Linked DNA regions of Neogale vison: all the other regions are linked to region 2. A link is a contact called in public Hi-C data. All regions are on one chromosome and are shown on one strand. The core of a region is the stretch at or near the end of the contact, and the rest is flanking DNA. Distances in the headings are between cores, read along the strand shown.

Evidence for each region. Hi-C and Micro-C count contacts between places; a contact is called where the count stands out from the background.
Region 1: a Hi-C map of tongue shows a contact between it and region 2, with 8 times the contacts expected there. The contact joins the promoter of TMEM14A here to the promoter of EFHC1 in region 2. A contact is called at or near these places in 3 of 3 Hi-C or Micro-C datasets (fibroblasts, muscle and tongue).
Region 3: a contact with region 2 is called in a Hi-C map of muscle, with 6 times the contacts expected there. The contact joins the promoter of TRAM2 here to the promoter of EFHC1 in region 2.

The regions. Positions count from the first base shown.
Region 1 is chr1:98,779,213-98,783,920 of ASM_NN_V1, forward strand. TMEM14A (transmembrane protein 14A) reads left to right here and starts at 3,181. Exons shown (of 5, transcript XM_044252873.1): 1 at 3,181-3,256.
Region 2 is chr1:98,536,254-98,541,261 of ASM_NN_V1, forward strand. It overlaps EFHC1 (EF-hand domain-containing protein 1), which reads left to right and starts at 2,464. Exons shown (of 13, transcript XM_044252827.1): 1 at 2,464-2,575. The coding sequence starts at 2,513.
Region 3 is chr1:98,687,842-98,692,407 of ASM_NN_V1, forward strand. It overlaps TRAM2 (translocating chain-associated membrane protein 2), which reads right to left and starts at 2,275. Exons shown (of 11, transcript XM_044252850.1): 1 at 2,095-2,275. The coding sequence starts at 2,214.

The DNA of each region.
Region 1 (4,708 bases), core at 1,931-4,430, 240 kb after region 2:
TTAATCTTGTTAAAAAATGACAGCCTATATGATGAATTTACAGATACAAAGGACCTGATTAACAAACTGCTGACCTTAACAAGCCTGTGGACACAAAGTGGGTGGACCTTTTTGGGGAAATGAAAGCGAACACCTACAAATTTAAAAACCTGCTGTTGCTAGTAAGTAAAATCCTAACTATTCCATGCTCACACACCTTTATTGAGAGGATATTTAGCCTAACATCATCACACTGGGCTGATGCAAGGAATCTGTGTCACGTGGGCTTGAGGAGAGCAGAGCTCCCGGTCAGAGTGAATTTTACATTTGACAGTATTCAGTTTTACCACTACATGAAAAAAAAGAAGGATGTCCTTAAGGCTGCAAACAGTTCAGAAAAGTATTATTGGGAAAGAAGACAGAAAGAATAAAAATAGTCTACTGTACCATGGGACAGAAATATGTCATTTTTAATTAAACATAGGAAATCTCTGTTTCATCCTATTCATGTTCTCCTTTTAAAGTCTTGCATTATGTATCTTATTTTGATTTATATATTTGTATTTAAAAATATGCACAGCATATTAGCACAGCAGTAGGTGTCTAATTTAGAAATAATATACATATTTTGGGATACTTGTTCAAAATTTCTTTTACTGGGACTCCTGGGTGGCTCAGTCGTTAAGTGTCTGCCTTTGGCTCCAGTCATGATCCCAGGGACCTGGGATTGAGACCTACATAGGGCTCCCTGCTCAGTGAAGAGTCTGCTTCTCCTTCTCCTCTTCTCCTTCTGACCCTCTTCCCACTTGTGCCCTCTCTTTCTCTCAAATAAATAAATCTTTTTAAAAAATTCTTTTACTCATGAGCAGAGCCCTAAATGATCAGTAATCCTGTGGTGTCTAGAAGAAGAGAAGAATCACGGACCTGAAGCAGACTTTTTTTATTTGCTTAAAAATCAGTAAGTCTCTTGTGACTTCAATTTTTTTTTTTTTTAAGGTTTTCTTTATCTTGGGGCACCTGGGTGGCTTATTCAGTTAAACGTCTACCTTTGGCTCAGGTCATGATCCCAGGGTCTAGGATCAAGCCTTGCATAAGGCTCCCTCCTCAGCGGGGAGCCTGCTTCTCCCTGTCCCTCTGCCCCTTCCCTTGCTTGTGTTCCCCCTCTCTCTGTCAAATAAAATTTTTTAAAATTTTATTTATCTATTTAGGAGAGACAGAGAGAACATGAGCAGGCGAGGGGCAGAGGAAGAAGCAAATTTCCTACTGAGCAGAGAGCCCAGCACAGGGCTAGATCCCAGGACCCCAGGATCACGACCTGAACTGAAGGTGCCCCGTGACTTTGGTTTTTATGAATTAATCTCCCAAACCCAGGGTGCCCACAGAAGAGCTGATACAGACTGAGTTTGGGAACATTGTTTGAAAATGAGGATTAGGCTCGGGATCCACAGAGCACTCACTGAGGGCTAAACATCCTGTGAGGTCCTGCCTGAGCAAGTGGCCAGTCCGTCAGTCAGTCAGGCTCTCAACTGTACTCTCCTCTTTTCCAGTTCCACCTGTACACCACTTAGGAAAGCCTGTGTTACTATACATTGGGAGTTCTGCAAATCCAAAGGGGCCTGAGGATGGAAATCAGGAGATCTGAGAACATGGATGGAGAAAAGAAATTTTTATCCTCACTAACCTCTAAAATCTAGCATTTGTTTCATAGGCCACAAACCACCACAGTATCAGTACCTGTGACTCTGTCATCACGAGCAGATGTTTGCATGTTTCAGATACCCGAAAATATTGTTTAGGTGCAGCACCGTTTGGGAATTACAGTATTATTATCCCCACTCTCAGATCCTGTAATATGATAAAGAAGCACATTTATTAGATCGCAGATATAAATTTTTAATAATTTCATAACTGTATTTCAATAAAATTGGTTTCCTTGGAAATCCTGTTTTTTATTGTTCTTGTGTTTTTCCAGATTGCCAAAGGCAGCTGATGGCTCATCATAGGGCCATCTGTCTCTGCTGGGATCATGAATAGACAGCTTGACAAATAGGTAGAGAGAAGTATGCTTGGTGGTACCCTCGCCTTGCGCTCTAACCTTATTATTAGCTGGCATATGAATTGAGAGGACAGTGACCTCTTTGCCTAAGAACGTTTGTGAACCCACATGTCCAAGAATATGGAATTTCCCATCATAGAAATTTATTCTTTTAAGTTTAGGTGAAAATGCCTTGAGTAGGAATATCATGGGACTGTTTCCAGCTTCCCATACCTCAGTGACAGGGTCAAAGGGATCTCTGAGCAGCATCTTATAAATCCAGGCACTGACGTCTGAAGTCAGGGGCAAGTTATTTAGTGGAGGTCCTATCAGGTAAAGATAAGGGAAGCATTCCAAGAGGGGTTTTACTTTTATTCTGGATAGGGCAAGTCCTGGAAGTCTGGAGAGAGGGTTGGGGGAGGCTAGGGTAAGGAGTCTGGTTAGAGTTATAGTATGTGGTTTGGAAGGCAAAACTGGCGTGAAATGAGCATTTGTTGCCAGGAGGAACAATTCCAAATCCACTGAATTCATTTCCGGGATCATCCATCCTGAGACTAGCCATGACTTAAAGTGCATTGCACGTCTGTCAGTCTCTACCTTTCCCTTCCCTTAATTAGGCCCAGCAAATCCTGGGCGTGGAGTATAAAACCGGGATCCTGAGCTCCCCTCCACCTCTGGAGCGGAGATATTTGAAGGGAGTGATATAATGTGTGTGATATAACGAAGGGAGCTCCGGCTTAGAAACCAAACTTGGGCTCTAACCTTTGTACCCCACTTAGGACCTGAGACCGTGGACAACTCAGTCACCCCATCTGTCTGAACCTTAGCTCCCGCACTGAAAATGGGGACAGTCGCTGGCAAGAATCTAAAAGGCCTGATTGCTGTCCTCTGAGTGGTGGACGAACCTCAAGGTTAAAACTCCGCCTTCTGGGATGCCAGCTACACCCAGACCTATTCTCTGCGGGGGCTTCCCCGTCCTACCGGGTCCGGCAGGAGGCAGCAGACCCCTGCACGGCTGTAGAGCCAGAGCGGAAAGCCGGGCAGAAAGAGCGAGCGGCGGAGGAACCGACTGGCCTCGGGTCCGCAGCCTGTGCCGGGCACGCCCGGCGGAGGAGAGGGCAAGCCGTGGCGCATGCGCGCCGCGGGACCGGCACCGCCCCGAACCAGCAGGCTCTGCCAGTGCGGGGAGGTAGCGCGCAGAATCAGGAGGTGCTGGCGGCGGGGACCGCTTCCGGACACCAGGTACGAGGCTGGCCCGAGGCTGGCTCCCGATTTTTCTCTTTTGAGCCGCGGGGAGGGCTCGAGGCTGCAGGTTAGCTGTATACCTCGCAGTCGAGAACTTCCTCCTCTGAATTTTCTTGTAAAGGCACAGATCTGAGCAAAGATGCTAATGACCTGGGGAGGATTTTGCAGGGGATGGCGGCTGCTTCTTCCAAGCAGCGCTTCTCTCCGTCTCCTGGGAATTCCCGGAATGTCTTCCTTCCGCGGCCCTGAATCTCCCACCTGTCCTCCTTCCGACCTTCCTGGAACTGGGGAGAGGCGGGGAAGGGATGGGGTTCTCTGACCATGGCAAAAACGCTTGGCAGTTTAACCTTGCTAGTACCACCCAGACTTCATTCGAAAATGGTCTTTCGAGCCCCCAAGGAGTGCAAAGGTAGGTAGTTTTTTATACAGTAGCTTACGGAAAATCTCTTAGTGGGTCCCCCAAATTTTGGAGGGCTAGGGACAAGGCAGGGCCCTATCACCTGGTTTCATACGCGGTGCAGTAAATCACTTTTGCTGCATTGCACCCAAGACGCTTTCTGGCCTCTCCAAGTACTGAGGTAGTGTTTTCAGTGAGAGCCTGTGAAGCAAGGCACCCATCAGCTCCTACTTCCATCACTTCCCTGTGTGGTTCTGGTCAAATGGTCCTGCCATGGACATGGAGCAAGAGGGATGTTTGCTTTTTGTCTGCAATTTCTCTCTGTATTCAGAAACTTCTTGCAAGGATTGGGAATAGGTGTATGTATTTTGCCTCCTTAGAATACTCAGCTCAGTAAGGAGATTAAGGGAACAGACCATTGCCTGGCAGTAGAGCTATACTGAGGGTTGACCAGTTACAGAATGTCTTCCTTCAGGCAAAAGTTGTTCCTTTGGTTCAGTCAGCAAGTATTTCTGCACACCCTGCCTTGTGCGTGGCGGTGAGCTTGGTGATGTGGGGAGGACAAAGGTGAACAGAACTTGAGCTTAGCCCCAGAGGAGGGGAGCTCAAAGTAAGTAACTCAATGCCAGGTAGAAGGGGTGGGGCCCTAGGAGAGGGTCAGAAGAAGACTGGGGGCTCAGAGGACAGAGAAGAATCGGCCTTTTACATGAGGTGGCCGGTTTAAGGAGAAAATTAGGTTCCCAAATTACTACCTGATGATGAGTGATCTCATAAGCTTCCGATCTGTGTGTAGAGGTGTTTTCCTCACTGTGTGTCAGGCATCTTAGACTATGTCTCAGATAGGTCCCACCATTCCTGGATTCTTCCCTCCGCCTGCTACCACATGCCTGCTGGTCCAGGGCCCCCTATCTCCTGGAGGAGCATCAAGCCCCCCCCCCACCGCCTCCCACCTCTCCTTCCTGGTGCACCAATCCAGAGACTAGACGCGAGTCATCTCTGACTCATCCCTCCCCTGGACTCCCCACGTCCAGGCTTATTGATTCTGTTTCCTG
Region 2 (5,008 bases), core at 1,214-3,713:
AGCACCCTGGGATCATGACCTGAGCTGAAGGCAGAGGCTTAATCCACTGAGCCACCCAGGTGCCCCAGGATATAAACTCTTTTTTAAAAATATTTTATTTATTTGAGTGAGGGAGAGAGATAGAGAGAGTGAGCAAGAGGGAGAGCACAAGCCAGGGGCAGGGGGAGAGGCAGAGGGAGAAGCAGACTTCCCACTGAGCAGAGAACCTGACATGGGGCTGGATCCAGGATCCCGGGATCATGACTTGAGCTGAAGGCAGACACTTAACCGACGGAGCCACCCAGGCACCCTGGATATAAACTCTTTAATCAGGGTTCAAGAAATTTTCTGAAACCCTACCTTTATTTTTTAATTTTTCCCCCACTTCTTTACAGACTTGTCCCTGTAATTTTTAGCATTTATCAACACTGCCCAGCTTCCTCTCCTTGGAGGTGATGGCATTTTTAGGAGAATATAGACCAAGAAAAGTTTTCCTCACCACACATTTCCAGGGTCTGAAAATAGTTAAAACACACTTGGTTAACCATTTAACTAGTGTGTTCTTCTAGAACAGAAAGACATTTGAGCAGAGGCCACTCCTCAAATAGAAACAGATGTCACAATGGACAATAAGCTTAGACATGGCTTACCTTTCCAGCCCCCATGGACTCTTTCCCTACCCAATCTAGGGAATATAGACCCAAGTGCAACCATGCAATTAGTCCGGAAGTGCTCTTTCAGGTGTACCCTAATACCCTGGATTTACTCTTTTTAAGATAGAGGGGAGGACAGGATCATATAACTGGTAAGAGTTAAAGGTTATCATCAAGAGTAAGCAAGGATTATAGCTAGCAGCGTTTCTGGGTACTCAGCATCAGTGAGGTGGAGAGAAGTGAGAGAGGCATCCTCAACCTCTTTGAAAGTTGAACTTGCCATTTTGAAATATTCTTCCAGTAACTGACTTGCATCCTAGGTAAGTGGCTATGATATAATGCAATGGACAGATACTTACAAAGTTTTCGGTAAATTCAGCAATGGTAATTGATTTTTTAAAAAGCATTAAATGCCCACATTAAGGTAATTTACTAATAGAAAATTTTTAAAAAATTAAAGGTAAGAAAAGACAAGGGGACAAGAACAGGAAAACAGAAGTAGGGAGGAGAGAGACTGGGTTAGCAGAAAAGAAACTGTTTGGGCAGGATGTGGAGGCAGCCACCAATAACTGCTTCAGGTGCCATCAGTGGATTCATATCCTGGGTCCCCTGAGCTTCATGCCCATTAGTGAAACCCAACAGGGGGATTTGTCTGACAAGCAGCAATAAAACTAAAGCTGCTGTCTGCATTAGCACTAAACTACCCATGACGTGGAGTTACAGTGTCTGCGGCAGGCTTGCTACTCTATCACGTTCCTAAACTGGCTCCTCATCAGAAACAGCTGTTTAAAAAATCAGATTCCTGGGGTCTATTTCAGACCTAATGAATCCCATATTCTGGCACCAGGGTTTTGTTCGCTTTTTGTTTTTATTTTTAAACTCCCCGGGGCTGACGGATAGGTTTTTTCCCTCGCTTTTCTGAAAATGCTTCAGGAACGGGATCATACTTCTTTTAAGAAATCATAATTTAAACAAGTTTTATAAAAATCCCCAAAGGCGAGAATGCCTACGATCCTGACGGTATTTCAACCCACTTACTCGCTTCTTCATGACTTAAGTTATCTCTTCGAAGGGGATGTATTTCCCCATGTGGATCGGATTTTTGCATTGCAGCGACCGATCCGTATAGAGATGGGGAGAATTGAGATAAGCACCCTATAGCTCTCTAGTCAACGAATATTGAGTGTCCTGGGGTGAATAGGCGAGGCTCAGCCTTCAAGAATTGGGAGGCTGCGGCTGTTGTTGTCCGTAGGATAGAGAGAGGTGAAGATGGAAAATGATAATGCGGTAGTGGGAGGATCGGGGACGAGACGGTTGCAGTAGTTCACTGAACATCCTTGAGCAAGAGATACAACCATGAATAATCCGCAGCCCCTGGCCCCCAACAAGCCCCGGCACCGGGTGTCACTTTCAACCGGAACCAGCCATTTACACTTCGGTGCGAACCGGGACAAGAGCCCTTTGCGCAGGGCTCGGAGAAGAGGGGCCCGAGCTCACAGTGCGGGCGGGGAGCGGTGAGGGCTGGGTGGACGGAAGGAAGCAGCTTCCCCGCCACTGTAACTCATCTAAGGGCCGGCTCCCACCCTCGGACCTCCGGGCCACGACCGCAGCCTCTTCGCAGTCACCTCCTCCCACCCCGCCCACCAGTTCCCACTTCCCCGCGCCTGTGGCTTCTACTGCCTCTTCGCCTGAACTCCCGGCCCGCGGGCGGCGCACGCGCAGACCCTTCGCGCCCGCGCCTCAGGCCCCGCCCCGACGCGCGCCTCGCCGGATGTTTGGCATCACCATGGAGCTTCGCGAGGCCGGCGGACGCGGCTCGTCGCCCGGGCAACCGGGAAGGCCAACGCTCGACCCAGGTGGCTGCGGCAAAAGCGGCCGCGATGGTGTCCAACCCTGTGCATGGCCTGCCCTTTCTCCCGGGCACGTCCTTTAAGGACTCCACGGTGAGGACCCCACCCCCTGGCGGCCTCGCAGGGCTCGCCCCTTGGTGCACCTGCCTTCTCCACCCGGAATTGCTCTCTCCCTTCAGACCCGTCCTCTGCCCTCAACTTTTCTCTGTCCGCCACCACAGTTCCGTCGTCCTCCCCCTCCAGCCTCATCCTCTCTCGCCCATTCTTGGCTCTCCGCTCCTTCCTCTCTAGCTTTTTCACTCCATCCAGGCATTTATTGGCCTCCTTCGTTCTCGTCGTCCTCGCCCCGTTCTTCCTCTTGCCCTGCTTTCAGCCACTGCCTCTTCCTCTAGATCTCTTTTACACCCCCCCCTTTCCTCCCAAGCTCTGGCTAGGTTCCCCCCCAGCTCCTTCTCCCACACCGTACCCCTCTCTGCCCAGCTCCCTTCTTAGCCGCCCTCAGTCCCCCAGCCTAGCCCCTTCACCCACTCAGTCTCCTTCCATCTTGGTCCTCCTTCTCACAGCCCCATCCTGCCCATCTCCCAGGCACATCATTCCCGCTCGCCGCCTTCGCCTTCCTTATCCTGGACCCACTCATCGAACACCCCCCCCCCCCAGCTCCGTTTCCTGTCTCATACATATCATTTCCACTCATTCTCTCCTTTCCACCCGGCGCTTTTACGCGGTCTCCGCTCTCCTCGCTTGTGCTCCGACCTAGCCCCACCCCCTTTCCGTTCAGCACTTCCGACTTTTCTACAACTTAGTCCCACCTTCTCCCCGTCCGGTTTTATCTTCTTTCTCAATTGCTGTTTCTCCAAAAGTTAGACTTTCAACACTTGCCTATCTTCCTCCCAAACCATCTCTCCCTGCTTTACAGGAGATAATTCCATTCCAATCCTTTCATTCACAATTGATTAGCTGTATTCTTTTTCTTCCTTCCTGTACTCCTATTCTTTTCTAACATTTTAATGAAATATTCCTGATTTGATTATTTTGCTCCTTCCCTACTTTAACTGTTTTGTGTTCTGTAGACCAAATTGAAGAGGAAAAAAAAACACTTTTTTTCCCCTTCTGACATGGCTTAGCCCTTGACAAAATTATTCGTATTTGTTTTGATTTTAACCTGGTTACAGAAATATGCTTGAAGATCAATGTTGAGATTCAGTAAACTATCATAGATAAGACAATAATAATTTGTATTTGTATAGTTTAATAATTTAAGCTAAAAGCTCCTTTCCAGGGGTATGAAGGTAAGATAAAATATGTAGTCCATTTATTTTCTTTGGGAGAATGAATTGAAGTTGAAATTTTGGTGAGAGAGTCTGGATTCTGAGCTGCTTCTTCATAATTATCCCTGCGTTAAGACACAGCATCATAGGGGCGCCTGGGTGGCTCAGTGGGTTAAGCCGCTGCCTTCGGCTCGGGTCATGATCTCAGGGTCCTGGGATCGAGTCCCGCATCGGGCTCTCTGCTCAGCAGGGATCCTGCTTCCTCCTCTCTCTCTCTGCCTGCCTCTCTGCCTACTTGTGATCTTTCTCTGTCAAATAAATAAATAAAATTAAATTTAAAAAAAAGACACAGCATCATAGAGCTTTTCCTTCAGTGGACTTTTCCGTTCTATGTAAGTTATAAAATGTAGGCACATCCCTGCCCTATGCAGGAGCAGCCTCAGCATTGGTGTTGGTGAGTGTGGGTTACAAACAGAAGGGGTGAGTTGATTAGGGGGATTACACAGATGCAGACTGGAGGTCCCAGGCTCTGAGAATGTACATTGCTGTACTTCATATAACGTGAACTGTGCCTTGGACTTACTTTCTATTTTAAATAGACTATCCAGGTGTCAACCTTTTGTCTTATTTGAAATTTGGAAAAAATGGTCACTATCTTTATTTAGCACTGAAGAACTAGATGTGTATAACTCTCAAAGCATTCAGAGAGTGAACCATAATGACTAAGAGGGATGGGAAGACTACCCAGTCTCTGGTATTTTGTTAGACTAGCCTGAACAGACTAAAACAGTTTGTAAATATTTTCTCCCTTTCCCTAGGTTGCCTTGTCATTTTGTTGATTATTTCCTTTGCTGTACAGAAGCTTTTTTAATTTTATGTAGCTCCATTTGTTTATTTTTGCTTCTGCTGACTGTGCTTTTGGTATTATATCTAGAAGTCCTTGTCAAAACCAATGTCAGGGAGCTTTTCCCCTTTTCTCCTTCAAGGAGTTTTACATTTCCAGGTCTTACTTTTAAGTCTTCAATCACTTTGAGTTAATTTTTGTGAGTTCTATAAAATAGGGATCTGATTTCATTCTTTTGTGGGGATACCCAGTTTTCCCAGCCACTTACTGAAGAGACTGTCCTGTCCCCAGTGTGTGTTCTTGGTACCCTTGTCAAAGATAGTTGACCATATATACACGAGCTTATTTCTGGGCTCTATTCTGTTCCATTGGCTTATGTGTCTCTTTTTAAAAAAATTTTTAAATTAAAATTTT
Region 3 (4,566 bases), core at 1,025-3,524, 150 kb after region 2:
CCCAAGACGGGGGTTGGGGGGGCTTTTCTGTTACGTCCTCCATCCTGGACCTTTCTCTTCTGGCAGGTAGGTAGGGCTCCTAGCACTTTTCAACTGCCACAAAGTTCCAGGTTTCCTGAATTGGACTTTCCACAAGATTGAAGGCAGGACAGGGAAGGAGGTACCGACCTCAAACCCTACGCAGCTCTTTCAAGCAAAGATAAAACCCACAGAGCCACGAACCTTAGCAATTGCCTGCAATGCAGCAGAGGCGCAAGTATGCAAGAGACCCCGCTGGCCGAAGGGCCTGTGGCTCTGAGGGCTACAGCTGTCACGTGTGTCTTTCCAACCACACCCTCCAAGACTGGTGACACAGCGCTGGGAGGCCTCTTAAGAACAGAGGACAGCAAACCGATACTGAGGGTATGGACTGCCACCAAACAAAATTCTTGTTTCATTAAGCTAGTACTATGATCAACAGTACAGGGTCTCAGCAGCAAGCGACATGTTTTCACATCTGTAGCTTCTGTTTGGGCTCTTATTCTATTGCTTACATGATCTCAGTTAAACTTTTCAATAACCTTGTGAGAAGACAGGTTTTACTAACCTCTTTCGCCAAGGGGAAACTGAGGCTGTGGGTCAACTCCGCAGTCTGACTACTGACAGAGCAGACAGGGACCCGGGGACGACCCTGGCTTGACAGAGTCAGGGTGAATATACCATGAGAGCTATGGGGTGGGGGAAGGAAGGACGGAGGGACAGAAGTGGAGGAGCACTAGCAAAATCTGGACAGCAGACCCCAATCCTGGTCCCAAGTTTGTTTCCTACAGACCCCGAAGCCCAGCCAAGGGTGCATTCACACATCCAACCCTGACTAGCCACCATGAAAGTGTCCCCAGCCTGAGAACAGCTTCAGGGCTAAGTAGAACCCCTGTCCTCCTTAGAAGGGAGACAGGGAACTGAGAGAGAGAGGGCTCCTGAAGGAGAAATTAGCCACACTGGGAAGCCTCCAATTCCAAGGCTGTTTATAAATGGTTACAGCTTCCTAACCCATGCCCAAGAACACAGATAAGCAACACAAGCCAGCAGGGAGGACCAGGCACGCCTCAGAGGGGACATCATCCGTGAGAGTGAGGGGAGTGTCACTCACATAATCTCACTCTTGAGACAAGATATACCAGAGCAAGCCCAATACTCACTTTCCTCCAGTTCTTTCCACTTTGGATATCACATTTTTCTCCCTCTCCGGAGCAGAGAATCATTCCCTTGGATTCTGACCCCCAGGGGCCTTATTAAAACTCTGCTTGGTGAGGCCCACACCAGGGCACTGCTGTCCCGGTGAGGACCCATCCTCTCCAGCCCCTGTCCCCCATAGCTCTGAGAGAATCACCTTTCCCCTAAAAACAGAGACTATCCCTGTCCCTCTCCATGCCCCTGTAACAGGGGAGAAGTTCTGGGTCCACTATAGATGGATCTAAATGAACAGTCCACAGAGTAATAAAGGGTATATGAAACCTGGCCTCTTAGGCAAGGGCGAAAAAAGGGAGAAGGGGCAGGAGGATGGCAGAAGGGCACTGCTGGGATGGGGCCAGGACCACACGTGAACACCCTGAGCATATCCCAGACGTGAGGATGCATTAGAGCTGGAAAACCAGGTGAGACGTGGAAAAGAGTCAAGGTCCCTCCCACTGGAAAAGCCAGAGGGAGCTAGCTGGCGGCCACCGCCTGAGAGGGGGAATTGTGCAATGACCGCGGGTCTGGGAGTCTCCGGGCTTGACTCCAGGACACCAGAAAGGAAACCCCACTCGTCGGGCCAGGGTGGCAGCGCTGCGGTTTATTCAAGGCCAGGCTTAGGATCCAGGGCTGCAGAGAGCGCTGCAGGATAGGGTGGGTGCTCAAGGGGGCGGCAGAGCAGGGCACGGCTGGCAGGGCGCAGAGCTGAGGGGTGGCGTCCGGGCTGACCAGGAGGCCAAGGGGGCGCAGAGTGCACAAAGCCGGGGTGCGGAGAGCGTACATGGCAGCCAGGCGCCCCGGCTCTGACGGGGACCCGCGGGACCTGCAGGGCTACGCCGGGCGACGCACAAGAGGGGGCACCCCCTCCCCAGTTTCGCTCACCTCGAACATAAGCCCGATGAGGACGCAGAGCACCAAGCAGAAGCCGATGTCCGCATGGTTGTGGATGACGAACTCCTGGCTGAAGAGCGGGTAACTTTTCGTCCTCCTGCGGAAAGCCATGGCAGCGGGCGCGCAGCGGCCGGCGGGGCCCGCACCCTGCGCTCTCGAGCCGCCGCGCAAACTTCTCCAGCCCCGGCCCGGTCCGCCCGCCGGCCCGCTGCCCCGCTGCCCCGCTCGCCCTCCCGCCCGCCGGCCTAGCGCCCAACAACTTCTGGGGCCCGCCCCCTTCCTCCGCCCGCCCCCGCCCCCGCCGCCCGGAACCGCCCCCGGCCGCAGCCCCCTCCCCACCCGCGGCCCGCACTCCGCGCGCTGGCCTCGCTGCGGCCCCGCCCCCCGCGCGCTTAACCCTCTGGCTGCCGGGACGCGCAGGGGGCGGGGCCGGCGCGCGGGGCGGCGAGCGCGGCCCGGGTCCCTTAACCCGGGTCCTCTAGCCCGGCGACTGTCTCCCGGCCCGCCGCCGCAGCCGCCGCCGCGCCCCGCCGCATTCTCGCTGCTGTGGCCCGACCGCCTGCCGCGCCCAGGGAGCAGGCCGCGGGGGGCGCTGACGCCCAGCCTTGCCGGGACAGGAAGTGGGCCTGGGTTTCCCACTTCTCGGCGCTCGCTTCTTCCTCCGCGGGAAGGGAAGGGCCGGGGAGGCCGCGGCCGGGCGGAGCGGGGTGGGTCGTGTAGCCGGATGCTCCTTGCGGCGCCGAGAGCCGCGCAGGTTCGGTGGAGGGAGGAGGGCTGCCGGCGGGCCTTCCCGCTGGCCGCAGCGCCCGGCACGGATGCTCAATGAATCAAGTCAACCAAGTGTTTATTGAGAGCTGGCAGTGATCTAGGCACAGTTCGGATTGCTGGGAATAATGCAACAAACAAACAAACAAAAAAACCTGCCCCGGGGTGGCCTGTTTTCCAATGAGGGGAGTGGATGAATGGGTGCAGTTCTGCTAACTTCTGAGACATTTGTGCTACTATAAATTAGTTCTACACGTCTTACCCAAAGTCTGCCTCAAATATTAATTGCTCTGAAGAATAAACACGGAAGAAGAAAAAAAGAAGGCACTGTCTCATGTAAAGTTTCTATTTAATATTAAGTTTTAAAAGTACTCCTGGAAAGGACAAAATGTATTTTTAATAAATTAATTTATATAGGCAAATAATGGATTCATTCCTACCAGTAATGAAGGAGCCAACTAATCACTTTCTAGATGTGCAAAAATGCAAAATGAACAAAGAACTCTTTAATTCCTATTCTCTTTTTCATTAGGTCCACAGTTACTTCACTTGTAAGTAAATACGATTTCTTAAACATGGCACGTGTACAAAATGTGCTTGAGACAGGCCTTGACTTCCTAGATAAATTTGACATCTGAAGTTTCTTCACTTGTCAGTACTTAGCATACAACCTTTGGTCTTTAATTTGTATGACTTCAGGAAATGAAAAAGTAATGCCTATGTTCGACTAAACATTTAACTTCAAGGCTGACCTTTCTTCAGCTGGACCCAAGTCTCATGAGGAATAGAAAGATCAAGAACTGTAGAGCATCTTAATTTTTCATCTATGAAAAGGTGTTCATAATTTCAAACTGCAGCCACATCTATTAGGTTGAACCCTATGCAATCAGTTTCTCCATAGCTCAAAACTAGAATACCAGCATTTCAGATGGTTCAACCTAATACTTTGCTCATGTTTCCCCATGATCATTTGTAGAGGATATTGTGGTGGGAATTTCTTATAAAAAGTGGGATACTGTCAACTTCTTTACACTGTGTTCAGGCTGAAAGTCCCAGGAGATAGTTAGGAATTATAACCTCCTGGAATTATAAAATCCCAGGTATATAAATGAGAAATGTAAAGTAGATAGCTTAGACATTGCTCATACTGATGACTGCCAGCCCTGAATCCTTTCAAATGCAATTGAACAACTAGACAAAGGGTTCTTAGATGCATGGATTGGTATTCGCAATCCCAGGGAGGAAGCACTAGGTGCCTACTTCGGCCATCCCAGCCATCTCTAAGTCCTCGTTTTGTTTTTTGGTTTTTGTTTTTAAGATTTTATTTACTTATTTGACACACACACACAGAGATCACAAGTAGGCAGAGCAGCAGGCAGAGAGAGAAGCAGGCTCCCTGCTGCGGGACTCGATCCAGGACCCTGGGATCATGACCAGAGCCAAAGGCAGAGGCTTAACCCACTGAACCACCCAGGCGCCCCTCTAAGTCCTAGTTTCAAAACCATCTTCAACCCCAGACAGACCTCTTCCCAACTCCTCATCCAATTGGTCATGGAGCCTATGAATCTCAGCACCTCAGAACAACCTCCCAGCAATCCCCCCACCCAACATTCTTCACTGGCCCACACTAATTACCCACAAATACCCTGCCTCCAGTATCCCCCCCTTTAATACACCATTCCATCAGAAACATCTGTT